Regions from separate parts of the Mus musculus genome. Here all the other regions are linked to region 2. The links are chromatin contacts, called in public Hi-C, HiChIP or PLAC-seq and promoter capture Hi-C maps. All regions are on one chromosome and are shown on one strand. The core of a region is the stretch at or near the end of the contact, and the rest is flanking DNA. Distances in the headings are between cores, read along the strand shown.

Region 1 (4,880 bases), core at 1,814-4,313, 520 kb before region 2:
GCACAGGGTATTCCAGAAGGGTAGTGGAGCTTTGGGTGGCAGGGTTCCAGGACTTGCAGAGTGGTAAATCAAGCCACCCAGGGGCAGGGTAAGGAGTTGAGTCAGCCCAGAAGAGAACCAGAATGAAAGATGCCTATACAGAAAAGTCTGTGGGAGGATGCCTGCTAGTGCTTTGTCTTGTGAACCGTGCAGGGCATAGGGCCCTGCCAGCACTAGGGTATATCTCAGCCAACCGGCCCACAGGACAGTTTTGTGAGAGTCTGTAAATGTATGTGCAAGTTTTCAGCCCTGTCACACTCTTCCTATATAGGCATCTGCCACTGGGTTGTCCTTTCAGAAACAAAGACATCTTTAAAAAAAAAAATTGTTGTTTATTTTATATGATCTTCAGCCACACCAGAGGAGGGCATCCGATCTCATTGCAGATGGTTGTGAGCTACCATGTGGTTGCTGGGAATTGAACTCAGAACCTCTAGGTAAAGAGCAGTCAGTGCTCTTAACTGCTCAGCCATCTCTCCAGCCCTGAAAAAAGACACCTTATATATTTATTTATAGACAGGGTTTCTCTGTGTAAACCTGGCTGTCCTGGAACTCACTCTAGATCAGGAGGAACTCAAACTCAGAGATCCATCTGTCTCTTTTGAGTGCTGCCATTAAAGAGGAGCACCCCCACCATCAGGCAATTTTTTTTTTTAAGATTTATTTTATGAGTCTGGGTGTTTGGCCTGTACAACTGCACCAAGTATATGCCTGGTGCCCAGGAATGACAAAAGAAGTGATTGGAGCCCTTGAAAATGGAGTTACAAACAGCTATGAGCTGTTACGTGGCTGCTGGGAATCAAACCCAGGTCTTCTGCAAAAGCAACAAGGGCTCTTAACCACAGACTCAACTCCCCAGCTCCCAAAGACACTCTTGACATGCCCAGTGGTTCCAAACTCCCCATGGAGTGGGAGGTAAAGTACTGGACAGGTGCCTCGGACACATTCAAAGGTTTTAATCCACTAACGCTGCATGGCTTCACTAGCAGCCGACACACCACTTGATCCGTCTGCAGAGTACTCCTGTGACCAACCTTCTCCTCATCTGACCTGGCTCTATTCAATTGTCACAAGCTGTACTCATAGTTTTATTGTTTGTTTTAGATTTACAACTTTCTGAGTATGAGTAGTTTGCTTGCATGTATGTTTGAGTACCACATATGTGCCTGTGTTGGATGTCTTGGTGTTGGGTCCCCCCTGCCCTTCCCCCACAACTGAAGTTACAGAAGGTTGTGAGCCACCACGTGAATGCTGGGACTTGAACCCAAGTCCTCTTTGCAAGGGCAAGTGCTCTTCACTGCTCAATCAATCCTCCGGCCCTGTTCTCATGTCTTAATATTTAAAATATGTATTTAATGTTATATATACCAAACATTATTTAATGCATATTTAGTATTTGTAATGTCTTCCCCCCACCCCCTCTGATCTTTCCACTAGGATGTCAGCTTCAGGAAAGCAGGAATTTAGGGCAAAAGAATAAACACGTCCGCAGCAAAGCACAGGACTTAGGAAAGCAAATGGGCAGAGTTCAGCCATGCTGAGCAACCATGTTGTATGTTGTAAGAGATCTTCATCTGGACTTAGCTCTGCACATCGTCTCATCCAGGAGCACAGCTGGGGAAGGGACAGGTAGGTTTAATTCCCTAATAGAATAACATGTTTTTAATAGTTGCTTTACCTCTTTAATTCGAAACTGAGCCTCACTACGTAAAACCCAGCCAGGCCGGCCTTACATTTCACATTCTCCAGCCTCAGCCCAGCTGTTTACTTGTAAAACAAAACCCAAAAGTCCCAGCTGTCTTTTCACTTAAAATATGTTCTTACATCCTCATCACCAGTGCGGCTGGGTTCTGGTACCAGCTTCAGCACCCCACAGTACCAGGGTTCAGTCCTGCAGTTTGCGCTCACACTTTCTCTCCAGCTCTGCCATCTCCTTAAGGACCAACGCCACGCTGTAGCGCAGCTCCTGGAATTTGGCTATGGGCACCTCGAAGCGGTGTGCCGATCCATCTGTGAGCTTCAGCTGCATGAGAACACTCGGTTGCAGGGAGCGGGACTGAGCACTGGTTGAGATGGCCACATCCACCCGCCACCGGAAATTCGACACACGAGGCAGCGAGGATCCCTGCTGCTGGGCTACAGAGTCGAGAAGAGGGCGTTGACTCCCAAATGCCAAACTGGCCAGATCTCCAATCATATCTTGGGGAATGCCAAGTTCCTGGAGTTCGTCCTGGAAGGCATCTGGTTTCAGACTGGCAGGGGGCAGCCGGAGAGCCTGCTGGAGCAGGGTGTGTGTGCCCGCCAGCAGGACGGCCAGACGCTCCTCTGACAGGTTGGCGCTGGCACCAAGGTGCTGCACGGCCTCTCTGCAGTCTTTCCCATGGAGGGCCCCGACTACGAGTTTCAACAACTTTCTGAAGGTGCTCCTGTCTAAGTCCTTCAAGAGCTGGGCCACTGCCGTCACTTCTGCAGAGGGCTGGGAACCCAGGAAACTGACCCGGCCGCTGTGACTGTCAGTTGGATGGTGTAAGTATGGAGCCGCAGCCCCCAACGCAGACATCCTTCCTTTCCCTTTCTTGACCAGGCCGGAGAGAAGGTACTAACCACAGTAGCCTGGAGAGGTGAAGGAGAGACAAGTGACTTCCTACTCGGGAGCTTCATGTACTAAAAACTGGGGGTGGATGAGGGGCTCCCACCCGCCTGTCTACCAAGGATAGATAGCAAATAGGATGCATGCTTTGGAGGTGGCCCTGAGACCTTGCGGCAAAGGAGCCCGCCTGAGTCTAGCAGAAGGGAGGCGTCCCGGAGATTTAACAGTTGGCAGGGAAAAGAACCAAGAAACTGAAGCGCGCACCAAAATCCTACATAAATAGGGAACGAGGACCCCCCCAAACCCTGAATCCTCATCATAGCTCTGGAAGACCTAAATCACACATTACAAATACAAACTAAGCCTTGAACGCCCTCTGCACCTGGAGGAAGCTATCCGCAGGAGCTGGCTGTGGCTGGCAGCAGCTGAAACTTGGCCGAGTCTCAGGAAGTGCCACTTAGACACTTCCGGGCCGCTCTAGGAAAGCGCGACCGTGGCTCTCTGTGGTCCCGGGAGCCGAGCGCATGCGCCGCCCGGTCGCTTGCCTTCTAACAGTGTTTTGGGAAGCGAGAGGAAAGTTCAGTTAGCTTCCGTGTGGGATGCATGGATTCTGCTGGCCTGTGCAGCCCCATGTGAAGAACAGACGTAAGAATTATTGTGGTTGATGCCAACGAATTGCATATTTTAAAATACTTAGATGGTCTAGGCGGCGGCCCACGTCTTTTAATCCGAGCACTAGGAGGCAGAAACAGTTCAAGGTCAGTCGGGTCTACACAGAGTTCCAGCACAGGCAGCGCTACATACCCTGTCTCAAACAAACAAACAAACAAACCCAAACAATTTCAATAAACCAAACAGAATTCCCCGCAGAAGTGGGGGGGGGGGGTAAATTTGTGTGGTATATGCATTATAGCCCCAAGAAGCTTTTGGGGTAGGTGATTAATTTTGCCGGCAAAGTCTGGACGTTTTATCAAGGATGGTATGAATGGCTAATGACCCAGCCCTGGTGATATAAGCGAGTGATCGGAAGAGCCTGGGACAGGATGATCGCAAACCCAAGGCAGGGCTAATCTGGGCTCCAGAGTGAGTTCAAGGTCAACCTGAAGAACTTGGTGTGTTGCTTCATCAGAGATTGGAGGAAGTTGGGCGTTATGGTGTACACCTTTAATTCCAACACTTGGGAGGCAGAGGCAAAGAGATCTCTGTGAGTTCTAGGCCAGTCAGGGCTACACAGAGATTCCATCTTAAATAAATAACACACACAGACACACACACACACACACACACACTTCCTAAGCAGCCAAAATTAATTTCGTGATATAGCAGAAATATAATGGTTCCAGAAGCTCTAAGTGTTGATAGGACCATGTTCTTGAGCCCCTTGCAACATTAGCTTGCAGCCAAACATCCTTGACATTCCTTAGCTTGGATATATCACTCTAATCTCTGTCTCCAGACAGACTGCTTCTGCTCCTGAATGCTGGAATTAAAGGCATGTGCCATGCCACCACTTCCTGGCTCACTGCCTCCATCTTTAGGTGGGATTTCGACTTTCCTGTAAGCATTCTCATGACTTCACTTACCAGGACCATTGTTCCAAATAGTGTCTCATTTACTCTCAGGTTCCGGAGATCTTAGGACTCCAGGATATCTTTTGAAGAACAAAATTCAACCTATATCTAATATATGTTCATAAAAGCCTTTTGTTTGGGGATCTTTTTTTTTTTTTAGCGAAGGGGATGTGCATTTCTGTGTGTGCTCACGTGTGTGTGGGTACACATGTATGTGTAAATGCATGTGCATATGTGTGCATGTGGAGACAGAGGTCACCATGGCTGGTGGCATTTTGTTTGTTTGTTTGTTTTTCCGAGACAGGGTTTCTGTGTGTAGCCCTGGCTGTCCTAGAACTCACTTTGTAGACCAGGCTGTCCTGGAACTCAGAGATCCACTTGCCTCTGCCTCCCGAGTGCTGGGATTAAAGGCATGCGCCACCACGCCCGGCGGCTGGTGGTATTTTAAGGGAGAGTGTGGAGCCTGCTCTCTATTTAACATAACTGGAGCCATTTTGTATCCAGTCTCCATTTTGTTCATAAGTTAAAATTAAGTTCAGGTTCTCAGGCTCCACTTCCCAGAAGAAATTATCCATAGCTGACACTGGAGACTGCTACTCAGCCAAAAAGTTAGGGTTCACCTCTACTCTATTATCTCAATGTATTGCGCCCCCCATCCTCTCTTACTTCACCTAAGACCA
Region 2 (4,885 bases), core at 594-3,093:
GCCAGGGCTATACAGAGAAACCCTGTCTCGAAACACCCCCCCCCCCAAAAAGAAAGCACCATCCCTATGACATTCAGCAGCCAAGTGATCACAAGAGCCGCAGAAACCCTTCCAGTGTTATGTCCCAAAGTGGATCGAGCTGTGTACCCTGACGCCAGCAAGGATGTCTTCTGACTTCAAAACAACTTAGCTCAACAAAAAGCCATTGGGAGGCCTGGAGTTGCTCGTCAGACAACAGCAATCCTGCTTCTCACCTGGGCCTCTGAGAACCGTAGGAAAGAAAACTAAACACAAACATCTCCAACCCCACACACAGGTGACCGGGAACTGAGACAAGCACAGGTCAACAGGTCCCACCTCTGGCCTCTGGAGTCCCTTGACAGTCACCTCTGAGGGAGGGAGATATGACAAGATGCAGGTTTGAGTAAGGCTGCCTGCCTGGACATCCGTTTCAAGTTAATGAAGGCGGCCAGGCCTCAGCCATCGACTTTGACAGTAGAGCCCAGAAAGACATTCCTCATTCGAGCCACACATCTCAGCCTAAGGCCTAAGAGTAGAGCCTGCTGGCAGAAGCATCTCCCCGGCCTGCAGGTGCAGAGACTGCACAGCCAGCCAAGTCATAAACACAGGCTCCACAGGAATATCCCACAACCAGTGGTTTGCATAGGATCTCTGCTCTGGTGCCCCATCAACCCTGTGTCTGCTGGGGGTCTCCATCTAGATGACCATGGCCAACCAAGTCTAACAGAGCAGCTAAGACTTAACCCTTCACCTTCACCCCTGCCCTGCTCCACCTACCTACTTCCTGAATTTTTTTAATTTTACCATTTAATTAACTAGGTCGCAGGCTGTTCCTCCATTTCTACTACCATCCCCTTCCTTCCAAAGAGTTTCCTGCCTCCAACCAAGACTAGCCCCTCAAAGTTAGCCTCTGCCTTAACAGTAACTCCAGCTCACAGCCCCAGGTCTCCAGATGCCGCCCTCTATCCCTCTCCCGCAGGTCCTTATGCTTACTCACTGCACTTGAGTTTACGGTTCCATCCATTACCTTGAGCTCTGTACAGGGTAGAGCAGAGTCTTGCTGCATAACTGCACTGACTTGGTTGGAAAATTGGAATCCCAAACCTGGAGTGTCAGCCCTGGCTCCACCTCACCTAGCTCTCACCTTGCCTGAATTCTATACTCTGAGAGTTTTGTGGCCTTCTCCCTGGGGCCAGCAATCCTCGTGACTCTGGACAAATCACTTTCCTGCTCTACACCGCCTCCTTTAATCCGCAACGAGAATACAGAAAGACGAGTGGCTGCGGTGCGGTGAGCACTCGCTTTGCAAGTCCCTGAATTAAGGCTCAGTTTTATGAAAGAGACAGAAATGCCGGTAGCCCAGTTGCGGAGGTCAAAGACCTGAACACGTAGCCCCTACCCCGCAAAGGACCAGGGTCTTGAGTCACCGAGTTCCCGGAAGGGACTAGGACATGGATCACGCGACCCACGAGACAGCAGGGACAGGGACCAGGGACCACGCGCCGATGTCTGACAAGTCAGAATTGAATCGCAAGCTCCGAGATCCCTTCCAGGTGTAAGATGCGAAGCCGGGCCCGCTGGGCACACCTGAGATCTCCCAGCACCTCCTGGCACCGGCCCGCTGACCTTGGGGAGGCGCCCCTTGACACAGCTTCTCTTGCTGCTGGCAGATGGGGAGGCCCCTAGGCTCTCTGGTCCAAGTTCCTCAAAGGGTGCCTGGCCCCCACCACCAAAGATGAGCCTTAACAAGCCGTTTACCTGAGGAGCCGCCGCCGCCGCCACGGCCCGGGCGCCGCCCTCTATGCCCCAAGCGTCTCAGAGTAGGCGGAGCAGCGCCCCAAGCCCATCCCCGCAGCCCTCTGGCCAACTGCGGCCTGGCGCGCGGCAATTTGGCCCCGCCTCCGTGCGATCTCCACACTCATTGGTCAGAGTTCTGTCCCTCACGTTAACTCCGCCCACTCTCCGCTCCATGGAGCGCCTAGGTACACCTACTTCTTCCTGTTCTCTGCTGGGTACCCCAGCGGTCCGGTGACCATTTCACAAGACAAGTGTGAGTACTGCTGCTGCGCCAGACGCCGTCTGCGCAAGCGCTGTTCTCGAGAGTATTCGGACTCGGCCTCCAACTGCAGAAAACTCCACCAGGCGGGACCGGTGGCGCACTCCTTTAATCCCAGCACTGGAGAGGCAGAGGCAGGTGGATCCTTATGAATTCGAGGCCATCCTGGTCTACATAGTGAGTTCTAGGACAGTCTGGGATAAAAAGTGAGACCCTATCTCGGGAAGAAAACAAAAATAAAAAAAACAAAACAAAACAACAACCCAGCTGTCACGGACACACACAAGGTATTGTCATTGTTGTACATTGGTCACACACTAAACGCCTAAAACTACCCCAAACCCCTAAATGTACACATGGCCATGCCCAACAGAGGTACATGTCCAACCTATCAACAAGACATTGGGAATCAAGATGATCATGTCCTAGCTACCTGGGCTGCTTGCTACCTACCACTGTTATTCCAGCTCCAGGAGCAGCTAAAGCCTCTAAGGCTGGAAAGAGGTGACTAAAAAAGTAAAAGTAAGCCATACTACAGGATAAACTTTGGGTTTGGTGCCAAGAAAGCAAGGTTAGATAAGAGAGTTGGGGACGATCATGCCAGGAAGACTTGGCACCTGCAAAGAACCAGAGGTTGCAATCACCCAGATGTGTGTAAACAAGAGAAAGTTGTGGGTAGAGTTCTGAAAGCAAAAGAACCAAGAACCTGTCAAAGGGGAAGCAGCTACCATGTATCTAGGCTGACAGCATCGTTGGATGTGGAAATTAAGCTGCTGCGGTTGAACCAGGTCAGAGGCAAACACACAGCCAATATTCTTTTTCCACGATGAGAAGGACTTGGATGAGTTCTACTGAGAGGATAGAGCCCAAGAGAGAAAAAGACAGGACAGGACTCTCTGAGTAAGAGAGTGAAGCATTTGGGGCTGGCAAAATGGCTCAGTGGTTAAGAGCGCCAACTGCTCTTTCGAAGGTCCAGAGTTCAGATCCCAGCAACCACACGGTGGCTCACAACCATCCATAACGAAATCTGATGCCCTCTTCTAGAGTGTCTGAAGACAGCTACAGTGTACTTACATATAATAAATAGATAAATCTAAAAGAAAAAAAAAAAGAGAGTGAAGCACTTTGTGGATGGGGTCATGGCCTAGGAAAATGCTAGAAAACAGAGAGAGGGGACTAACTTGGGTAGCTGCCAGGGAAGGAGGTCTTTTCCATGCTAACACACAGGAGCCCCCCCCCCGTTGCTCTCCCCCGCCCCCAGCCTGAAAAACCTTGCAGTGGACAGTGGCAGTGCTCTGGTTGGCCACATTCCAACAAGCCCTGCTGATCCTGTGCTCCACAGCACACAGCCCACAGCCCCCCCCCCCACGCCAAACATACAAGCTGCCCTGTATGTATCACAACGTAACTTTTACTTTTATTATTCAGCATAAGGCCCAGCACATGAGGTACTGGGTAAAATGCAGTAGAGCTGATGGACTAGTAAGGGTGCAGACAGAAAGAAGGACAAGACAAGGCAAAGGGACTGGAGAGATGGCTCCGCAGTTAGGAACACATTCTGCCGTCTCCCATGTGGGCAGCTCACAGCCAGCTCTAACTTCCAGCTCCAGGTGGAACAAAAGCTTCTAAGCTCCACAGGCATCTACACTGAAGTGCACACTCTCCTCCAACACACACACACAATGTTTATTCTAGTTTGGTTTTTGTTTGTTTGTTTTGTGTTTTTTTTCGAGACATGGTTTCTGTATAGCCCTGGCTGTCCTGAAACTCACTCTGTAGACCAGGCTGGCCTTGGACTCAGAAATCCACTTGCCTCTGTCTCCTGAGTGCTGGGATTAAAGGCCTGTGCCACCACTGCCTGGCTTATTTTAGTTTTTGTTTCTCTGTGTAGCCCTGGCTGTCCTGGAACTTGCTCTGTAGCAAAGGCTGGCCTCAAACTCAGGAATCCACTCGCCTCTGCCTCCTGAGTGCTGGGATTAAAGACAAGCACCACCACACCAGGCAAGAATAAAATCTTAAAAAGTAAATAAATAAAAAGGTGGGTGATGGAGAGATGGATCCGTGGTTGAGTACACTTATTTGCTCTTCTTACAGAGGACTCAGGTTTGGTTCCAGTTCCCAGCACCCAAGAGGTAGGTAGCTGACAACCATGCTTACCACTACTTCCAGAGGATCTGGTACCCTTCTGAACTCCACAGGCACCAACCAGGCATGCACACAGTGTACATACATGCATACGGGCAAAACACTCATACACGTAAAATAAAAAATTAACTTTCTTAAGAACGTTGCAAAAGGAATGTGATCTTTCTGGATCCGGACTGTAATTACACAGCTTTAACAGCTGCTAGCTTCCCTTTGGGTTCTGGCACAGATGGGAGCCAGGAAAGTAAAAGGGGCAGGCACAGCTGAACAGCTGAGAGACTCTGAGGACACAGCAGTAGCTCACCGGTACTGTGTGTGTGTGTGTGTGTGTGTGTGTGTGTGTGTGTGTAGAGTCACGTGACCTTCCCTTTTGTTCTCTAGATGTAAAACCCACCTTCAGTTCACCTTGTCACTCATGTACCCACAGCCCTCCTAGCTCCCAGAGAGCCAAATCTATTCAGTCCCCAGGAGCGACTTCCTTTCCCCTAAGCTCCAGATCCCTCACAGGACAGCTACTGTGTCCACACGTTCCGTATCTCTTCTTTTTCTAAGACAAGGACTGTAGCTATGCATTCCAAAAAGTCACCAGACGAGGTGGATGAGAAAACAAACCTGACATTTCAGGCCACGCTTCTCCAGCGCCTTGTCGTAAAGCCTTTCGCG
Region 3 (4,682 bases), core at 568-3,067, 540 kb before region 2:
CCAGAGAGCTCAACTGTATCAATGATGTATATATCCATACCCTCCAAAATATTTTTAGCCCCCCCCCCTTCCCTCATGTCTCGTGGACATCCGTGGCCTCTCTATATTGTGACTGCTTTAAAACTAGCTGCCTCGGGGACTGGTGAGATGGCTCAGTGGTTACGAGATCTGACACTCTCTTCTGGTGTGTCTGAAGACAGCTACAGTGTACTTATATATAATAAATAATAAATCTTTAAAAAAAAAAAAAACAGCCAGGCACTTGGGAGGCAGAGGCAGGTGGATTTCTGAGTTCGAGGTCAGCCTGGTCTACAAAGTGAGTTCCAGGACAGCCAGTGATATACAGAGAAATCCTGTCTCGAAAAAACAAAAACAAAAAAACCTGGCCCCCTCTGGGGCACACACACTTTAAAAATCCAAGAACAAAAACCTGGAGGCTCCATCACCCTGATCCACAAGAGCTGTTCTTGCTCCCTATCTCCCAGACATTTCCTCCTCCAGCCCCATGCTTTGTGTGTAGCCTCAGCTGTCCTGGAATTTGTTCTATAGACCAGGCTGGCCCCAAACTCACAGAGATTGGCCCTCTGACTCTGCCTCTGCCTCCTCTGCCTCTGCCAGTATTTTGTAACAGAAGACACGTAACCACTACAATTAGAGAAATAAAAATTGAAGCCATAACGGAGGGTAGGATCGAGTGCTACTGAGATACTATATGCTTATACTAGAGTCCCTGACTTTAATTTCCAGCAGAGAATATGTGTGCATACAGGGCCACTAAGGGTCAGTCTGAGGAGCTGCGCACCACGGTATTTTGTTGTTTTATCTTTTGAAAGGGCTTCTCAACAGGTCAGAACCTGAAGCTTGCCAGTGACTCTAGACTGGCTGGCCAGAGAGCCCTACACAGCTCGGCCTTGTTCCGCCTCCCCTGTGCTGGGGTTCTAAGCAAGCACTATTACACCCAGCCTTTTCACATGGATACGAGTGATTAAACTCAGCCTCGTGCACGTTTGTCAAACACCCAGTCTGTTGTACATTCCTCTAGCCCTGGAATAACTCAATTTTTTTTAAAGATTTATTTCATGTATGTGAGTACACTGTAGTTGTCTTCAGACACACCAGCAGAGGGCATCAGATCCCATTACAGATGGTTGTGAGCCACCATGAGGTTGCTGGGAATTGAACTCAGGACCTCTAGAAGAGCAGTTAATGCTCTTAACCGCTGAGCCTCTCTCCAGCCCCGAATAACTAAATTTCTAAAAGCCTGCTTACACCAAGTGTGGGCAAATACAAACAACAATTGGAACTGTCATACACTGCTAGTCTAGGGAATGTGTTGATGAGGACACAAGACAGACTGGCCGTCCCTTAAGAAGTTGAACACACACTACACTGTAAACTAAACCCAAGCAGCCCGAGTCAGCCTGATGGGTCTCGAGACCAGTGGTCCAGGCTGCCTGGCCACCAGGGAAATCGCTAGAGGGCAAGCACAGATCTTGGCGGAAGTGACCGAAGGCCCTCGGGAGAAGAGGGGCGGCAGGGAGGGGGCGAGGCCGGGAGGCACTCGGATTTGTAGGGACTGCGGCCGCCGCTTCCGCTACAGCCTCAAAGAGCAGGCGCGGTCCGGGTCAGCACGCGGTCTCTCTAGGCACAGCGGAGGCCTACGCTCTCGGTGGCCCCGGGGCGCAGGGCATCAAGTCCTGCAAGAAGAGCTGGAGGCGGACGGCCATCCGATCCTCCCGCGTCCCGGTCCGGGACTTGGGGTGGGGGTTGGGGGTGGGGACCTAGGGGCGGGGTCCCCTGAGATTGACGACTGCGCAGACGGGGCGGGACGGCCCCTTTGTCTTAGGGAGCCGAAGCTGCCGCCACAGGGCGAGAGGTTGCGGCAGATGGTGAGTGGCGCTCTGTCGGCTGCGCGGGACCCTCTCCTTCATCCGCACCCAAAGCTCCGCGCCCTCGCGTATGCCAGCCCTTCCCCCCGATGGATGGCTGCGGCCGGGCTGCTGACCCAGGCTGCACCCTCCGGTCCCTCGAACCCTCCAGGCCCCTCCCCGGGACCCTTCGCGGTGGCTCCCGCTAGCCCGGTCCGGAGTTCAGACGGTTCTGATGTGCATACGGTTTCCTACTGGTTGGTTAATTTGGTTTGGCTTGGGCAGTGGATGAGGTTTTGTCTGGTGAAATAACCGCGTCCCAGACTGCCCTGGAAGTCCTGGGTTCGCACGATCCTCTCCCATAACCCGGACTACAGTCAGGGCCACCATACAGCATTTTAAGTCCCATGCATCCTCAGCAGCGAAGGACATTTCTTGTCAAACTGAAGGTGCTCCGCTCTGCTCCCCATTAGCCCAGCTTCTTCTTGGATTTGTTTTATTTTTCTGCTGTTGCTCTCTTGTTACTTTGCAAAGGCCCCTTTTAATGGATGACAACTTCTCTAACGTGGCATTTTCTTGTTTAATTTTTTTATATGTATTTATGTGCTTTGCCTGCGTGTGTATCTGTACTGTATATCATGTGCATGCCTGGTGCCAACGGAGGCCAGAAGAGGGCATCGGGTTCCCTGGAATTGGCTGTGAGCCGCCATGTGGGTGCTGGGAATCAAGTGTGGGTCCTAGACGGGGGAAAAAAACGTGTGCTCTTAACCGCTGAGCCATCCCTCCAGCCTCCACATGTATGGCTCAGTTAGACACCTGAATCTGGATGTGCTGATGAGTGCTGCCATCCCCATCTCTGCCGCTTAGTAGCTTACTTGGTGAGTTCCAGGCCAGTAAGAGACCGTATTTCCCCGCCCCCGCCCCCCCCCCCCCCAATGGTGAAAGGTTTCTAAGGAATAACACCTAAGGTTGTCTGCTGGCCTCTATGTGCTTGCTGATGTGTAGGTACGCACGCACACACAGGAAAATTGTATACAATAATAGCTCCCTTGTATGTGGGCGATGAAGTATGGGCACAGCTGTATTCTCTAAGGCCAGAGAAGGACATTGGATGTCATGCCCACTGGCCCATCTCCCCAGCCCACAGTAGTTCTTTTAAATGTTACTCTGCCTAGCATCCTGACATAGTGAATGCATAGTGACACTAGAAGCAGTTTCCTGTGGAGCTCTCTAGAATGATTGGAATCAGGCACTCCTACTAATGCGTGTGGACATTCCTGTCACTAACATAAAAGGAAGGTTCCCCTGAGCTCCACTATAGAGATACTTAAAGCTGGGTGGACATTAGTTCTGATATTTTGCACACTGGGGATTTCCTTGTAGGGGACACAGAGAAGTGGAATGGGACTAACAGGTTAGAGCTAATAAGCCACCTTACCACCATATAGGTGACCAGTCCCTGGGGCTTTCTTGCCATACAGATGTTTCAATTTCCACCTCTGCGTTTGTCTTTTAGCTGTTTGCATTCCTGGTCAGATTGACCACCAGCTTGTATTCTTTTTCTGTATGTTAAAAACACACTTCCCTATGGGTTTTTTTTTTTTTTTTTTTTTTGCTTTCTTGTTTGTTTGTCTGTTTTTTACTCCATTGAGAAAGTGTCTTCTTTGATTTTATTTACTTATTTTACAACTAGAAGGATCTTGGTATTGGTTTTGTTTTATGGGCAAAATATTTCCCATTACAGTATTTTGGCTTCTTGCTGTGTTTTAAGGGGCTTCCTTACTTCAAGATTATTTTTCTAAATAATCCGATTTTGTCTGGTACTTGTAGAGTACTGATTCTATATGGAATTTATGTAGATAAGGGATGAAATTAGAATCCAGCTTCTCTCCTCTCCCCCTCAATCGTCCCCACTAACAGTATCTGTTGGATACTTTATCTTTTTGCTTACTTGAAAACGCACCGGTGTCTTACACTAAATTCTTCCCTGTGCTCGGGCCTATTTGGGGAGGAATCTTGTGGTTCTCAGATGTGTCTATTTTATTTTGTGTGTACAGATGTTTTGCTTGTGTGCATGTCTATGTACCACATGTGTACAGTTCCTGAGGAGACCAGCAGAGGGCGTCAGATATCCTGGAACTGGAGTGACAGATGGCTGTGAGCCTCCATGTAGGTGCTGGGAATTGAACCCAGAGTCTCTAGAAGGACAGCCATTGTCTCTGCCCCTATTTTGGGAGTTTCAGGTGGTTTTGATGTGCATAAGGGTTTTTTGTTCAGTTGTGTGGTTGGTTGCTAGCTTTTTGAGACAGGGTTTCTCTGTGTAGCCTTGGCTAGCCTGGAAGACATCTATCTCTGTAGAGATAGATGTCTGGTGTCAAACTCACAGAGATTCACCTGTTTCTGCTTCCCAAGTGCTGGGGTTAAAGGCGTGTGCCACTACTGCCCAGCATACATTAGGTTTCTTATTGGTTGGTTAATTTGGTTGGTTAATTTGGTTGGACTTGAGGTGTGGATGTGGAGTTTTGTTTGGTGAACTCACCCAGTCTTTTTTTTTTTTTTTAAGATTTATTTATTTATTATATGTAAGTACACTGTAGCTGTCTTCAGACACTCCAGAAGAGGGCATCAGATTTCATTACAGATGGTTGTGAGCCACCATGTGGTTGCTGGGATTTGAACTTGGGACCTTCGGAAGAGCAGTCGGCGCTCTTAACCACTGAGCCATCTCGCCAGCCCTCACCCAGTCTTTAAAACAAAAATAGATTTGTTTAGTATACCACAAAGTGCACAGGAACACGGCAGATAGAGAACTGC
Region 4 (4,776 bases), core at 1,023-3,522, 570 kb before region 2:
TAGGCCAGCCGCTTCAGGTCCATGCTGCAATGAAGGACAAACCAACCCCACTTCTGCTGAGAGAATTCCTGGGAAGGCCCTGCAATCAGGACACATCCCCACCCCACCCTGGAGGGGGATGAGCGGTCCAGCATGTAGGAGACCCTAAAAGAAATTGAACCGAAACTCTTCGCTGGTCAAGTCCGGAGTGGTTTTGGCTCTTTCTGCAGGACGAGGCCTGCAGACCCTTCCGCTCTTCTTTCTGGTGGCCTCACTGACGAGCTGTACCTGGGCCGAATGGGTGGCTGTAGGAAGGGGGAGCAGAGAGTCAGAATAGCTAACTTTCATCCATGCAGTTACAATTACCCACACAACTTTCCTAACTAAAAAAAAAAAAAAAAAAACTGAAAAATTATCTTAAAGTAAATAATGTCATTCCCATATGAGACTCAAGAGATGTAGTAACTTATCAAAAATGTTATATGATCTAAGTAACAAAATTTAGATCATTTTCACAAAATGATATGTTGTATGATCTAAGTAACAGATCCAGGACTTATGTCCAAGTTATTTATTATTTAGTCCCAGGAACTAAAGTCCAACTGGTACCTGGCTTTATGGCCAGTGAAGTGAGCCCAGGCTAAGACAGAGGAGCTGTTTTTTTCATCCCCAAAACAGAACGAGGTGAGGACCTCGGCCCTCCTCCCCCCAGGACCTCTGTCCCCTAAGAGAGAATACTTTCTCCCCACTTACATCCCCCCCGCCCCCGAGCCCATCTCTTCCCACACCAACCCTGCTGAGCTGAGCCTCTCCCTACCCCCTTGACGTTAATGTACTGAACCAATCGCTTTCTAGTTCCTCACCAGCCTTTAGAGCCCGTAGGGCCTCCCGCCACTCTGCATCCATCTGAGCCCTGTAGTCCCCAAACAAGGAGCGCATCAGCTGTCTCTTCCGGGGCAAGGGGGTTTTTTCACTGCGCAGCGTTCGGATTGCCCCAACAGCCTGCTCTTCTGCAGATGAAAGAAAGAGAAAGAGAAAGAGAAAGAGAAAGAGAAAGAGAAAGAGAAAGAGAAAGAGAAAGAGAAAGAGAGAAAGAAGAAAGAAGAAAGAAGAAAGAAAAAGAAAAAGAAAAAGAGCTAGTGACTTCAAACACACTCATATCATCCTACTACAAACAATTCCCATCCAGCTGGGGTGACGCACGCCTTTAATCCCAGCACTGGGGAGGCAGAGGCAGGCGGATCTCTGAATTCCAGGCCAGCCTGGTCTACACAACTAAGTTTCAGTACACCTAAACAAAGCAAACCAACCAAAAGCAACAACCCCACCCCTTGGCAATACCATCAGACCACAGAACTGTCACCGTTTACATTTCCCTAACTGTAGAGAAGGGTCCCTCACTCTGCTTCGGGGTAGGTCTCTGCGTCTTGAGACCCAGCTCCAGCTGTTCCACACACCAGGCCAGCTCCCGCGCCAGCTGTTCCGCCTGGGACAGAAAGGAGGACATGGTTGTGATGGGTAACAGGGTCCCGCAGACCCCACTCCCATACCTTCAGCGCCTTAATTCCGCACAGCTCGCCCACAGAGGCAGGCGGATTAGCGCCCAGAAAGCTCGCAGGGAGTACCATCCTTGCCTGGGCCTCAGCGCTAGGAGGAGCTTCGTCCGGGGCAGGTTTCTCCGAGGGCTTTTCGCTTCCATTTGTCCCAGAGACCCTGTTGGGGGTTTTCTTTTTCTTTTGCTTCATCGCTACTGTGTTGCCTACGGGATGGGTTCCGGCGGCGGAGTCGCATGCAGGTTGCACTGAACTGCGGAGAGGAGGTTCCGAGGCACCGGAAGCTGAGCGAGAGGGCCGGGGTCTGCGCGGAGCGCGATGAGTTTTCCGACTTGAGGCTGCTGGTGCCTCCCGAGCAGGACGCCCTGGCTCCTGAAAAATCGTGAGACAGGACGAAATTCACAGGGTCTCCCCACCTAGGGCCTCGCCACAAACACGCCTTCTCCCACAGCTCACCGCCATTAGTCGGAGCGGCCGCCGGAAGCTGGTAAATCCTAACTACCACAGCGAACTCACTCCTCTGGAAACACGTCTACGACACAAGGTTCCGCAGAAAGCGCAGCGGAGCCAGAGCAAGCGCTCAGCGCCGGACAGAAAGCACTTGGGTGGATGGAGCGCCTCAGGCTGTGCTTGTAATTTTAGGAGACAGAGTGCACGGGGATGAACTTAAAGGCCTCGGAGAACCCAGCAGAGTGTGCCGCCAAGAAACAAGACAATTGATTCCTGGAGAGAATGGAACCGGTGGGGTCGGGGGGAACGCCCAGAGATGGGGCAAGGTGGATTATGCGGGGCGGGGCGGGGCGGGGCGGGGCGGGGCGGGGCGCAGGCGTTGACAGATGGCTCAGCTTGTCCCCGGTATACTTCAGAATCCTGAAGAACTAGGCTCTAATGGCAATGGAGTGAACTTTCCAACGAGAGTCGGGGCAAGCATGCACTTCCTTCTTCCACGACCATTAGGCTGCCACCCGAAGACCTGGCCCAGATTTAAGGTGCATCTTCCCACCTCAAACGAAAAATCAAGAAAATTTCCTTACAGGAACTCCTTACCCCTTGAGGTTTAGGATAATTACAGGTGTGGGTTGTCAAAATGACAACCAAGAATAGCAATAGCTATCATAGCGGTCTAGCCCTAGGACTACAGATACCAGTCATGGAGCTACAGGATTTGGTATTTTTCCTACAGGCTTCTAATCCTGCTTTGTTTCAGTATTTCTTCGCTATGCCTCTATTCCACACTTTTGGAATGGCGACATATATACTGTGTCCTAATAATCACAGGACATGGTAGTACTAAGAGACGCCCTAAGGGATCTCCTACACTCCAGACATAATCTTGCTTACCACCATTGTGAAGAGGTAATCCAATTTCCCCATGGTAATCTGGATCTATCACCCCTCCTAACACTGTTATTCCTTTTTTAGCCTGTTGGTTTAAGGGCATTAGAAGCCCAAAATGACCAGGGGGAAGTCTGAGCTTCCAGTTCAATGGAATGTTTGTTGTAGCTCCTGGTAGGAGCACTCCCTTCTCTGGAGCCAAAACTTCTAGGCCAGCAGAACCTAGAGTTATGGGGACAGGAAGCAAAAATTTTCCTAGAGGGTCACTAGGAGTGATAGTAAGTGCTCTGCTCAACTCCTTCATGCCTTCAAAACCAGTACCACCTGGGTGACCCTTACACATTACCAAGTCCAGCCACAGCACAATGTACAACTTTGGCTATATCTGGAACACAGCCACTGTGCTCTCAGAAAACACTTCCCAGAAGATGTCACCTCAATGATGCTGGTCTCTTCTTAATCACCGCTAATTTCTTAGCTCCAGCTAACCAGCATCAATAGTCCCAGTAATGCAAAGTTTTTGCTTTAGTAGTTCTGGTATCTTGTTAATCACAGCTGATTCTTCAGCCCCAGCTAACCAGAACTACAGAATCTTCACAATCAAAACAGCAATGGCCCTGAAAAGAGTCTTTAATTTTCCCTCTGAAATTTCACAAACCAGACCTCCATCTTCTGCAGTGTTCTCAACGTTGTCTTCCAAGCTCCTACACAACATCCGACAGAGCTCTTAACAACGGATAACTTTAAAAGTCCCACAGTCTTTACATATTCTTAAAATTTCAATTTCTTTAAAATAGCCATCTCTTTTAAAATCCAAAGTCTTTTTACAATTAAAAGTCTCTTAACTGTGGGCTCCACTAAAACAGTTTCTTCCTTCGAGAGGGAAAATATCAGGGCACAGCCACAATCAAAAGCAAAAGTCAATCTCCAACCGTCCAATGTCTGGGATCCAACTTACAATCTTCTGGGCTCCTCCAAGGGCTTGGGTCACTTCTCCAGCCATGCCCTTTGTAGCACACGCGTCATCCTCTAGGCTCCAGATGCCTGTACTCCACTGCTGCTGCTGCTCTTGGTGGTCATCTCATGGTACTGGCATCTCCAAAACAGCAACAGAAAAGTTACTAACACAGGGACACTTTCACAAGAGTAAGTCCATGTCAAAATATGCAAAATCACACACCTGAAATACCTATAACAAGCTGCATGCCAGTTAGACCCCTGTTGTATTAAGGGGTGTCTCTGTATTTCCAGTTATTAACTCTGTACTGGCAGAGAGCTAAGTGCTGGCAGGATTTTGGAATTGTCATTTCTATGGCACATCCCCAGGTTTCCTATTTTGTAAATGTCTTCCAAACCTTCCCAAAAGATGAAGGTCAAGCTTGGAGGAATGCCTTAGGCGACCTAAGAGCCTGTCTAGCATGATCTTACTACTGAGTGGTTATAATAAAGATCTGGCAGCCAATAGTTGGGGCAGGAAGTATGGGGGCGGAACTTCTGGGCGGGCAGAGTCAGGGGATGCAAACAGAGGCAGGAGTATCTAAGCAGACACAGAAGGAGCAGGGAATGAAAGGGCTATCTAGGAGGCAGGGCCAGGCTGGAAGTCAGGTTAAGTTAGAAGCTAGCAGAGTCTGCCCTAGATAAAGGCCAAATGCTTAAAACTGTATAGAAGTCTAGTGTCTTGTTTAAACCATAAGCAGGTCCTTGAGAGCCCCACAATAGACCCCAATAAAGCCTTTTTTCTGACACAAGGTGTAACTATCACTCAAACTGGCCTCAAACTTGCCACCCTGCCTCAGCCTCTCTTTGCTTGGATTACAGTCATTCACCACCTTGCCCAGCTATGAGGCTGTTTCTTTCAGAAAAAGAAATACAATACAGAACAAGGTGTAGAACTGTTCTGTCAAAGCTT
Region 5 (4,987 bases), core at 1,617-4,116, 520 kb after region 2:
GGATGTTGTCCCTGGCTTCTAAGATTCCTGCCATTACTATGTGTCCAAGTAGGACTAGGCAGGTGTTAGGGCTAGGCATCCACACACCTTCAAGCATAAAGCTCCAGGCAGCGTAAACTGGCCTGAGCCCTCTTGGCTGTGGACCTCAGTGATCTGCACTTCCTCCTTTGTCTGCAGCACCTCGGTCACCACAAACAGGTCATCCCCACGACTCCGAAGCTGTTGCAGGATTTTGTTCTCAGGCTGCTGAAGGTGCCTACAGAAAGATTGCTGGGGCTCGCCCACCATGGATCAGTTTCCCTGCCTCCCATCCCGCTGACAGGTGAGATGGAAAGGCTAGGGAATCCAGGAAGTCTGTGGATACCAGGCTTGGGACCCTCTCCCCCTCCAGGGCACTCCCAACTGTGTCTAGGTGGTTGTGGGGTATGACAAGTTCAAACACGGAGAAGTGGACACTCGTGCCTGTGGAGGGACTCCATTGTGTACGATCCGTAAATGCTCCAAGCAACCAGGAGCTCAGCCTGATTCTAAGGCTCTTGGGCCCTGCCTCTATATCCTGATCTTCAGGATACAGTCCTGGCAACAGAGGCTGAGCATCCTTCCCAACCTGCTGTTGTTTCTACTACTCCACTCCTCTGGGGCTTCCCTCATTCAGTGCTGAGAGATACTGCCTCAGAACCCTTCTGATGCCCACAACCCAGCAACGCTCCCTAGAAGCACGGCTGCTCAAGGTAAGGGAAGCGGCATGCCTTCCCTTCAGGGGCTCACCTTTCATGCTGCATGGTCTCCCAGGTCTTCTGAGTCACACGCAGTATACACACATTCATGGAGGCACTGGAACTGTCAGACACTGCAGCCCCACCAGAAATTTTCCCTTCTCCCATGCCTGACAACATCACTCTGCCCTGAATGTTCCCATCGACGACATCAGAGACTTTGAAGGAGCCAAAACACTCCGGTTCTAAAACGAGACCAGCTCTAAGGTCCTAGTCCAGGAGCCACTGCCTTGTCTTTCCTCTGTAGTGATGGGACCTTTAAAGGACTCCCTACTCAGGCTGGAGAGATGGTTCAGTGGTTGAGAGCACTGACTGCTCTTCTGAAGGTCCTGAGTTCAAATCCCAGCAACCACAGCACTACGTTCCATCGGTAAGCAGCTCAGTCTCCTGTCAGGTCAGTACCCCCTTGACCACTCTGGGACTCCACGGGTTCTATAGACGGTGGCTCACAACCGTCTGTAATGAGATCTGACGCCCTCTTCTGGTGTGTCTAAAGACAGTTACAATGTACTTACATATAATAAATAAATCTTTGGGCTAGAGCAAGTAGGGCTGGAGGGAACAGAGGTCCTGAGTTCAATTCCCAGCAACTGCATGATTGCTCACAACCATCTGTCCAACTACAGTGTATTCACATACGTAAAATAAATAAATAAATTAATTAATTAAAAAAAAAAACCTCCCTACTCTGGAAATAGGACCAGAGGAGTAGAGTTGAACATGCCCAGTTAGATGGCAGGCTGGGCTTTGCCCATTCCCTTCTGTTCAATCTTGGGGGATCAAGATGGGAAAGAAGATACCTGGTTCTGGAGCACTGGGCTCCAGGATGTCCTTGATTGACAGGTTGACACATGAATAACGGGGTTTCCAGAACCTTGAGCTTGAAAATTTCCTGTTCAGAAGGCAGTAGGGCCTGAAGCTGGTGGAGTTCCGCAGGCTGTCCACCGGAATGAGATCGCCTCTGCTGCCGCTTACCTCCTTGATCACATTCTTGACCACTTTCTCAAAGGCCGATGGCATGGTCCTGGGGGCAGACGGCAGGGCTCCGTACTTAGTTCCTCCAGCACTCAGGAACCCCATCCCTTCAAAGTAGCCTTGCCTTGTTAGTCCTGGCACATTCCTGCCCGACCAACACAACACAGACACGATTCACTCCGTGGCTCGCCTATCTGTCTCTCCTTGGGGCCACAGCACTTAGGAGGAAGAGGAGGAGGGGGAGGGGGAGGGGGAGGGGGAGGAGGAGGAGGAGGTAGTCTGTAGTAGGTCTATACTATCTACATCATTAATTACTGTGCATAGCCTTTGGCCAATTGCTAAAGTCTAAGATACCTTGTTGCTCTCCCTGGCTGAGGGCCAAGGCTGGGGAAGGAACACAAGCCCCCACTTCTAAGGGATTTAGCACAGGAGCCCACAGCAAAGCCAGTGTTCCAGGGCTCAGTGGTTTCCTCCAGGGCTCTCATGTACAGCTCTGTGAGCTACCTGACCTGATTGAACTTTCATGGGTCAGAGGCCAAAACAGGCCTGGGACAGACAACCTGGGCACTGTGGAGGAACAACTCTACACCTAGGAAACTGGGTCTCTGGGCTAACGGTGGAGAGTGAGGCAGGAAGGCCCTTGGTGATCAGGGAGGGACTTATGGGTCAAGGAATCATCCCAGAAGCCTAGAGAGTCCCCCCTCCTTCCCCTCCCCCCACTCGGTCCCCTCTTCCCGCCCCAGTGTCAAGTCCAAACCAGGCTTGTCCCACTGTATCACTAGTGGGTGACCTCCATAGAGGGTAGACCCTAGCTGCTAGGGCCCCTTCAAACTGTCTTCAAGGTATAGTGGGGCTTCTGGGAAGGGCTAAATCCCCAACTCAACAAGCAAGCATCCAGGCCATAGCGTAGACCACACTAGATAGAGGAGGGGCGGCTGGGCTCTGGAAGAGCTGGGTAGCAGGGTGGCTCACCTCGATTTTTCACCCCTGCCGAGGTATCTGGGTCCACCAAGCGAAGCGAGGACCTGCTGGGATGCCGGGGAGGGGTCTATTGTCTGCTCAACCCGGGAGCAACGGGAGCCACGACCAAGAGCGGAACTCAGGCGGCAGGACACAAAAGTGAAACCGTAAAGCTTCAGCCCGACGTAGCGGGCGCGGTGCTTTCAAGGAGCCCTCCCTCCCGGAACAGCTGCGCAGCCTGCCCTAGCCTCCTCCTCCTCCTCCTCCCCGGAGCCCGCCTGGGCTTCGGGAATTCCCTGCGATCCGGGAGCTTCGCTTTCTTCTAGTTCGGGTTCCTCCAAGTTCGCAGCGCTTCCCCCCCACCCCGCCCCCCTTTGGTTTTTTTTTTTCGAGACAGGGTTTCTCTGTGTAGCTCTGGCTGTCCTGGAACTCACTCTGTAGACCACGCTGGCCTCGAACTCAGAAATCCACCTGCCTCTGCCTCCCAAGTGCTGGGATCAAAGGCGTGCGCCACCACCACCAGGCTTCACTTATTCTTTCTTAAACACCTGGGCCATAGTAAAAGATCTGAATGGACTTCTCTAGGAATACACAACTGAACCAGTTGCCAGCAAGCACACCATTAGTTATCAGGAAAATGCAAATCAAAACTAGATAGCATCAAAGCTACTCTGCTGGCTGACATCCTAAGTAAATAGCAGTAAAGCAAACCCCATGGTCCTTGCAGACAGGAAATTGAAAACAGAGCTGCTCTAGAATACATCCACAATTTTTCAAACGGGTGAATGTAGAGTTACCAGGTGACCTAGCAATTGGACTTGTAGGTGCATATCCAAAGCAAGAGGTCATCTTGGGGTTGTGGCTATCAATGGTGAAGTGTTTCTCATACAGCAAACAGAAGGTCAAACAGATATGCCTACACCAATGTTTGCTGTAGAGTTTAAATTTTCCTCTTGAGATTTTAAAAACTTATATCCCACGTGTGGGAGTGTTTTGTCTGCATATATGCAAGTGCACCATATGTGGGTGCCAGGACTTGAGTCCCCGTCCTCTGTAAGAGCAGCAAGTGCTCTTAACCCCTGCACCATCTCTCCAGTTTCCATGGTAACATTTTAAAGAGTCAAGCAGATAACCCTCAAGTGACCTGAATGACAATCAATTCATACATAGATTAAAATTTTGTCCAGTTCTGGGCCCTGCACACACTAGGCAAGAAAGCCCCCTATGACCAAGCTCTGTCACCAACCCTCAATAGGGCGCTTGCATGGCTACTGAGAAGCTTGAGTACACCTATAAGACACATTGCAGAATGTGGATAAACCCTGAAAACACGGCCACAAGCGGAAGAAGCCAGACCAAAACTAATCCAAGCCAACCAACCAACCAACCAACCAAACAAACAAACAAACAAAAAAATGACACATCACTGTGCAAGCCATTTTGTATGAAATCCCCCAAGTAAGCCAACTGTTCATGGTTGCCAGTGTCCTGGGGTGTGGGCAGTAGCCACACGAGTTTATTTATGTATGCATTTGTTTATTTAATTTAACTTTGAGACAGGGTCTCTTTATGTATCCCCTGCTAGCCTGAAGCTCAATAAATAAACAAGACTATCTTGGGACTCACAGAGATTTACCTGCCTCTGCCTCGTGAATGCTGGGATTAAAGGCATGAGCCACCCTGCCTGTACATGTTTGAATATACTAGACTCACAGAATTATGCACTTTTAAATGGCTCGAGTGTATGATATATGAATTGCTTCTCAATAACGACATTTACTTAAAAAGCTCTGGACTCCTGGGGGGCTATAGAGATGGCCCTGCAGTTAAGAGCATGTGCAGTCTGATGGCCCCGCAGTTAAGGGCATATGCAGTCTTACAGAGGATTCAAGATCAGTTCCTAACACTCATATGGTAGCTGGTGACCAAGTTCCAGAGGATCCAGTGAGTCCTTCTGGCCTTCGTGGGCACTACACACACATAGGGCCTTACACACAGAGAGGGACATACTAGGAGACAAAGCATAAAATAAAAATAAAGAAAAAAAGTTTTAAATAAATCTGGAGTTTAGTAGAAGCATTCAACCCAGCTACAGGCTCCTCAGGGCCATAGTGTTTTGGTATCAGGTGCTGTGGACTTAACCTCCAGCACATGGTTGCTTATAATCAGCCCTCGAAGGCCTCTCTTAGGCTGTGGATTGGAACAGTGTGGCTTGAGCTTAATGTAAGGCTCTTGAGAGTGTCCCCTCTCTCAGGCTTGGCCATGGTGGAAACAGG
Region 6 (4,426 bases), core at 677-3,176, 540 kb after region 2:
CAATTAGGCGTCGTCAATAGCCTCTCATAGGCTCCCTTTAAGGTACCTGACCTTAACTTCTTTGCATGATCCCTCAGGCCTGGGCCATCAACTGCAACTCAAGCTGCACTTTCACCAATGGCCTTCCCTGGCATCTCACAGTGCCAAGCTAAGCTGCTCTCCATAACACTTTACGCCTTCAAAACTAGTACCACTTGGGTGATTCTTATACATTACCAAGTCTGGCTTCCAGCATGAGGTACATCCCCGGCTATTTCTAGAACACAGCTTCTTTCTGCTTTTAGAAAATACTTCCCAGAAGATTTCACCTCAGTGATGCTGGTCTCTTCATAATCACCACTAATTTCTTAGCTCCAGCTAAACAGCATCAATTGCCCCAGTAGTCCCTTCTATTCTTGACTCTAAAGCCAGAGCCACATGCCCGAAGCTGCTGAGTTCTGCTGCTTGCTGGAGCTGGGACATGGGCACCTTGTCTTATGACATTATCACCAACCTTTTGTTTTTCAACTCCTTCAGTGCCTAACTTGGCTGTCCTGGAACTTTCTCTGTAGATTATGCTGGCCTTGAACTCAGAGATCCTCCTGCCTTTGCCTCCAGAGCACCTGCCTGTCTCTAGAATGCTAGGATTAAATGTGTGTCCCATCACTGCCCGGCCTGCCCGGCTATCTACCCTCACTTCTTCTTTTTTTTTTTTTAAAGATTTATTTATTTATTATATGTAAGTAAGTACACTGTAGCTGTCTTCAGACACTACAGAAGAGGGAGTCAGATCTTGTTACAGATGGTTGTGAGCCACCATGTGGTTGCTGGGATTTGAACTCCGGACCTTCGGAAGAGCAGTCGGGTGCTCTTACCCACTGAGCCATCTCACCAGCCCCTACCCTCACTTCTTAATGCTTGTCTTACAGGTATTCACTATCAAACCCAGCTTCTAGAACTTCTTTTTCAGGCGTAACAGTAGACTATGCAGATGTAGCTCACTGGTAGAGGCTTGGCCGGACTTGAGGCCTTAGGGCTCCAAAGATACTGCACATTCCTACATAGTGGCACACTCTTAATTGCAGCACTTGGGTGGCAGAGGCAGGCAGATTTCTGAGAGTTCCAGGCCAGCCTGGTCTACATAGGGAATTCCAGGACAGACAGAGGTACATAGCGAGATTCTGTCTCTAACAAAACAAATCACTGGATAATATCCCATTTCCATGTAAACAGTCATTCGGGTTAGCTATTATAAATAATGACATACAAATATGTTAGAATCGGTGTTTTCTACGCGTTGGTTATACACCTAGACGTGGGACTGTCTGATCACGTGGTAACTACCGTGAGTTTTTTTTTTTTTTCAGTATTTTCTAGAGGTTGCAGCCTTTCCTACTAAATGCCCTCAAGAATTTTCTTAACACCTGTAATCATCCGAAAAAAAAAATTGCCTCCGATTCCTTTTCGCTGTTCTCGTGCTGCTGCGGCAGCAAAGGCGTTAAAATGGCATCCCTTTGATTCCAGGTCCGGAGGCAGAGGAAAGAGAACTTCCGTAAGTTCGAGGCCAGCCTAGTCTACATAGCGAGTTCCCCAGTTATGTTTCTCTCCAGCCAGAAATACATCCTGTCTCAAACAAATAAATTGATAAAAGGAATTCCTGGGTCTAGGGGAAACTGTTAGCAACCTATCTCCTCCAAGTCTTCCGAGGAACCCCCAGCGGTGGAAATGATGCGCAGGAATTGGTGCAGAAGCCAGATTGCGGGCCACTTCCGGGCGCTTCAAGATGACGGATTTTTCTCGTTCTGCGCATGCGTCCTTCCAGGGTTGCCGGGGCGACGGTGCCTTCCAACCCCGTGTCCACGCATAGTGAAGTTCGGCGTTCTCTCCTCCCCGCCTGCGGGGACCAGTCGCGCGGCGATGACGTCGAGGGGGTCTGGCTAGGCGTCGCGGACTCCGGAGATGGAGGAAAAGGAGCAGCTGCGGCGGCAGATACGCCTCCTGCAGGGTGAGCTGGCTGCGGTCGGGCCGTGTGTTCCCTTGTTTCTTGTGATCGCCGTAGACCCTCTCCGAAGCGAGTGCTGTCGGTTGCGGTCTCCCGATGGTCGTCATGGGTGGGCATCGGAGCGGCCGAGTCGGGTTCGGCCCTCGCGTGACAGACCCGCCAGGCTTCGGGGCGAGGGAGCGGGCCGGGCCTCCAAGGGGCTGTCAGGAGATGATAGCACGGTGGTCTTACCAGCGAGTGGTCGCGGCAGCCGACTTCCAGGTTCGGCTGGCTCGGAAGCGTTTCTCTTCCGCTGCCGTTGAGTGCCTTTGGCTCGATTCAGGCACAGCCCCCACGTACTCAGGGCTGACTACCCAGGCACCAGCTTCAGCTTCAAATGTTTAGACTCAAGTTGGTCTTTATAAGCGTTCATATCGTTTTCAAAGTTTCCCCCACAAAAGCATGTCCTAAGGAGAGTCCAAGTGGCCTTCCTATTTGAGACTACTTCGTGCGTTTCCCTAACACCCGACCGGAGGTGTCTGGCAGGATTCGAGGGTCGAGGCAGGCCCTGTGTGTGTGTGTGTTTGGTTATTGGGGATCCAGCGAGCCTGCTGGCGTTCCTTCACTCTTCTTCCAGGGCTCCATGAGTCACTTCATTGGAAAATCCTTGTGGTGGTGGTATCAGGTGTTTTTCTGTAGGAGATGATGTTAGTTAGCTGTTGGGTCATCATTGTGTTTTTGTTTTTTTGTTTTTTATTTCTGTCTGTCACGTACTGGGTTAGAGAAGCGTCAGTTCTGAGAAGACAGTTATGCACTATGGTGCAGTCCTGCAATTTTCCCCGTGAGTGGGTAAACTACAGGGCCTCAGTGGAAGACTTGTCCAGTTCTTACCCAGGCACCACAGGTTTCTGGTCCCTGACTGTTTTTTTTTGTTTTTTTGTTTTTTTTTTTGGTTTTTTTTGTTTTTTGTTTTTTGTTTTTTTTGTTTTTTTTTTTTTGGTATAGGGAGTGACACTTGCTCTCAGAACATTGTAGATCTCATAGGCCAGGGGGTAGAAGCAGTCATACCACAAAAGCTGCCATCTTCAGGATAAGCAAGCCAAATACTAATAGTGATGGAGAAGTGCTCACAGAATTGACAAGCCTAGAGATTTGGACTGAACTTTACATGGTTTCCAGTCACTTAGGACTGCTCTCAAGTCAGCAAGGCGAGCAGGTCTGGAGTATTAGGGTAGGGGTAGTAGTCTTGATTGGTGCTGTTTTTATTCACATCTCCTAGGTAACTGAGCGTGTGATTCTGCCTTCTCAGGTCTAATTGATGACTATAAAACACTCCACGGCAATGGCCCTGCCCTGGGCAACTCATCAGCTACTCGGTGGCAGCCACCCATGTTCCCGGGTGGCAGGACCTTTGGCGCCCGCTACTCCCGTCCAAGTCGGAGGGGCTTCTCCTCACACCATGGCCCTTCGTGGCGCAAGAAATACTCCCTTGTGAATCAGCCTGTGGAATCTTCTGACCCAGCCAGCGATCCTGCTTTTCAGACATCCCTCAGGTCTGAGGATAGCCAGCATCCTGAACCCCAGCAGTATGTACTGGAGAGACAGGTCCAGCTCAGTCCAGATCAGAATATGGTTATTAAGATCAAGCCACCATCAAAGTCAGGTGCCATCAATGCTTCAGGGGTCCAGCGGGGGTCCTTGGAAGGCTGTGATGACCCCTCTTGGAGTGGCCAAAGACCCCAAGGAAGTGAGGTTGAGGTCCCTGGTGGACAACTGCAGCCTGCAAGGCCAGGAAGAACCAAGGTGGGTTACAGTGTGGACGACCCCCTCTTGGTCTGCCAGAAGGAGCCTGGCAAGCCTCGGGTAGTGAAGTCTGTGGGCAGGGTGAGTGACAGCTCTCCCGAGCATCGGCGGACAGTCAGTGAAAATGAAGTGGCCCTCAGGGTACACTTCCCATCTGTCCTGCCCCATCACACTGCTGTGGCTCTGGGCAGGAAGGTAGGCCCTCATTCTACCAGCTATTCTGAACAGTTCATTGGAGACCAAAGAGCAAACACTGGCCACTCAGACCAGCCAGCTTCCTTGGGGCCAGTGGTGGCTTCAGTCAGACCAGCAACAGCCAGGCAGGTCAGGGAGGCCTCACTGCTCGTGTCCTGTCGAACCAGCAAGTTTCGGAAAAACAACTACAAATGGGTAGCTGCCTCAGAAAAGAGCCCACGGGTCGCTCGGAGAGCCCTCAGTCCCAGAACAACTCTGGAGAGCGGGAACAAGGCCACTTTGGGTACAGTTGGAAAGACAGAGAAGCCACAGCCTAAAGTTGACCCAGAGGTGAGGCCGGAGAAACTGGCCACACCATCCAAGCCTGGCCTCTCTCCCAGCAAGTACAAGTGGAAGGCTTCCAGCCCGTCTGCTTCCTCCTCTTCCTCTTTCCGTTGGCAGTCTGAGGCTGGCAGCAAGGACCATACT

Evidence for each region. Promoter capture Hi-C pulls out the DNA fragments that hold promoters and counts their contacts. A called contact is a pair of places that touch in the nucleus more often than the background predicts. HiChIP or PLAC-seq counts read pairs in DNA pulled down with a chosen protein or histone mark.
Region 1: a promoter capture Hi-C map of the SN4741 cell line shows a contact between it and region 2, with 4 times the contacts expected there. The contact joins the promoter of Commd5 here to the promoter of Mroh1 in region 2. A contact is called at or near these places in 9 of 39 promoter capture datasets (the C10 cell line, the SN4741 cell line, embryonic stem cells and 5 more), 7 of 115 datasets of contacts at active chromatin or transcription factors (the SCID.adh cell line, T-cell acute lymphoblastic leukemia, bone marrow-derived macrophages and 4 more) and 2 of 9 other capture datasets (embryonic stem cells and liver).
Region 3: a contact with region 2 is called in an H3K27ac HiChIP or PLAC-seq map of embryonic stem cells, with 8 read pairs. The contact joins the promoter of Zfp647 here to the promoter of Mroh1 in region 2. A contact is called at or near these places in 6 of 39 promoter capture datasets (the C10 cell line, liver, neutrophils and 2 more), 1 of 15 datasets of contacts at CTCF or cohesin (large pre-B cells) and 2 of 115 datasets of contacts at active chromatin or transcription factors (bone marrow-derived macrophages and embryonic stem cells).
Region 4: a contact with region 2 is called in a promoter capture Hi-C map of pre-B cells, with 5 times the contacts expected there. The contact joins the promoter of 1110038F14Rik here to the promoter of Mroh1 in region 2. A contact is called at or near these places in 8 of 39 promoter capture datasets (3T3-L1-derived adipocytes, the HPC-7 cell line, cranial neural crest and 4 more) and 1 of 115 datasets of contacts at active chromatin or transcription factors (memory CD8 T cells).
Region 5: a Hi-C map of the N1E-115 cell line shows a contact between it and region 2, with 6 times the contacts expected there. The contact joins the promoter of Gsdmd here to the promoter of Mroh1 in region 2. A contact is called at or near these places in 1 of 484 Hi-C or Micro-C datasets (the N1E-115 cell line) and 2 of 115 datasets of contacts at active chromatin or transcription factors (memory CD8 T cells and pancreatic cancer cells).
Region 6: a promoter capture Hi-C map of liver shows a contact between it and region 2, with 2.2 times the contacts expected there. The contact joins the promoter of Zc3h3 here to the promoter of Mroh1 in region 2. A contact is called at or near these places in 3 of 39 promoter capture datasets (liver, neutrophils and pre-B cells) and 2 of 115 datasets of contacts at active chromatin or transcription factors (microglia and pancreatic cancer cells).

Annotation. Positions count from the first base shown.
Region 1 is chr15:76,898,124-76,903,003 of GRCm38.p6, reverse strand. It overlaps Commd5 (COMM domain containing 5), which reads right to left and starts at 3,063. Exons shown (of 2, transcript NM_025536.2): 1 at 3,012-3,063; 2 at 1,707-2,652. The coding sequence starts at 2,599. The coding sequence ends at 1,925.
Region 2 is chr15:76,377,471-76,382,355 of GRCm38.p6, reverse strand. Mroh1 (maestro heat-like repeat family member 1) reads right to left here and starts at 1,843. Exons shown (of 44, transcript NM_175457.4): 1 at 1,780-1,843.
Region 3 is chr15:76,922,583-76,927,264 of GRCm38.p6, reverse strand. Zfp647 (zinc finger protein 647) reads left to right here and starts at 1,817. Exons shown (of 5, transcript NM_172817.3): 1 at 1,817-1,889.
Region 4 is chr15:76,945,757-76,950,532 of GRCm38.p6, reverse strand. It overlaps 1110038F14Rik (RIKEN cDNA 1110038F14 gene), which reads right to left and starts at 2,272. Exons shown (of 5, transcript NM_001347540.1): 1 at 1,989-2,272; 2 at 1,614-1,904; 3 at 1,381-1,465; 4 at 843-989; 5 at 1-284. The coding sequence starts at 1,994. The coding sequence ends at 145. It overlaps Gm46534 (a long non-coding RNA gene), which reads left to right and starts at 2,184. Exons shown (of 4, transcript XR_001781744.2): 1 at 2,184-2,273; 2 at 2,399-2,521.
Region 5 is chr15:75,860,218-75,865,204 of GRCm38.p6, reverse strand. It overlaps Gsdmd (gasdermin D), which reads right to left and starts at 2,866. Exons shown (of 11, transcript NM_026960.4): 1 at 2,724-2,866; 2 at 1,577-1,800; 3 at 769-961; 4 at 88-256. The coding sequence starts at 1,796.
Region 6 is chr15:75,839,408-75,843,833 of GRCm38.p6, reverse strand. It overlaps Zc3h3 (zinc finger CCCH type containing 3), which reads left to right and starts at 1,926. Exons shown (of 12, transcript NM_172121.1): 1 at 1,926-1,984; 2 at 3,270-4,426. The coding sequence starts at 1,939. It overlaps Gm34851 (a long non-coding RNA gene), which reads right to left and starts at 329. Exons shown (of 2, transcript XR_384203.2): 1 at 1-329.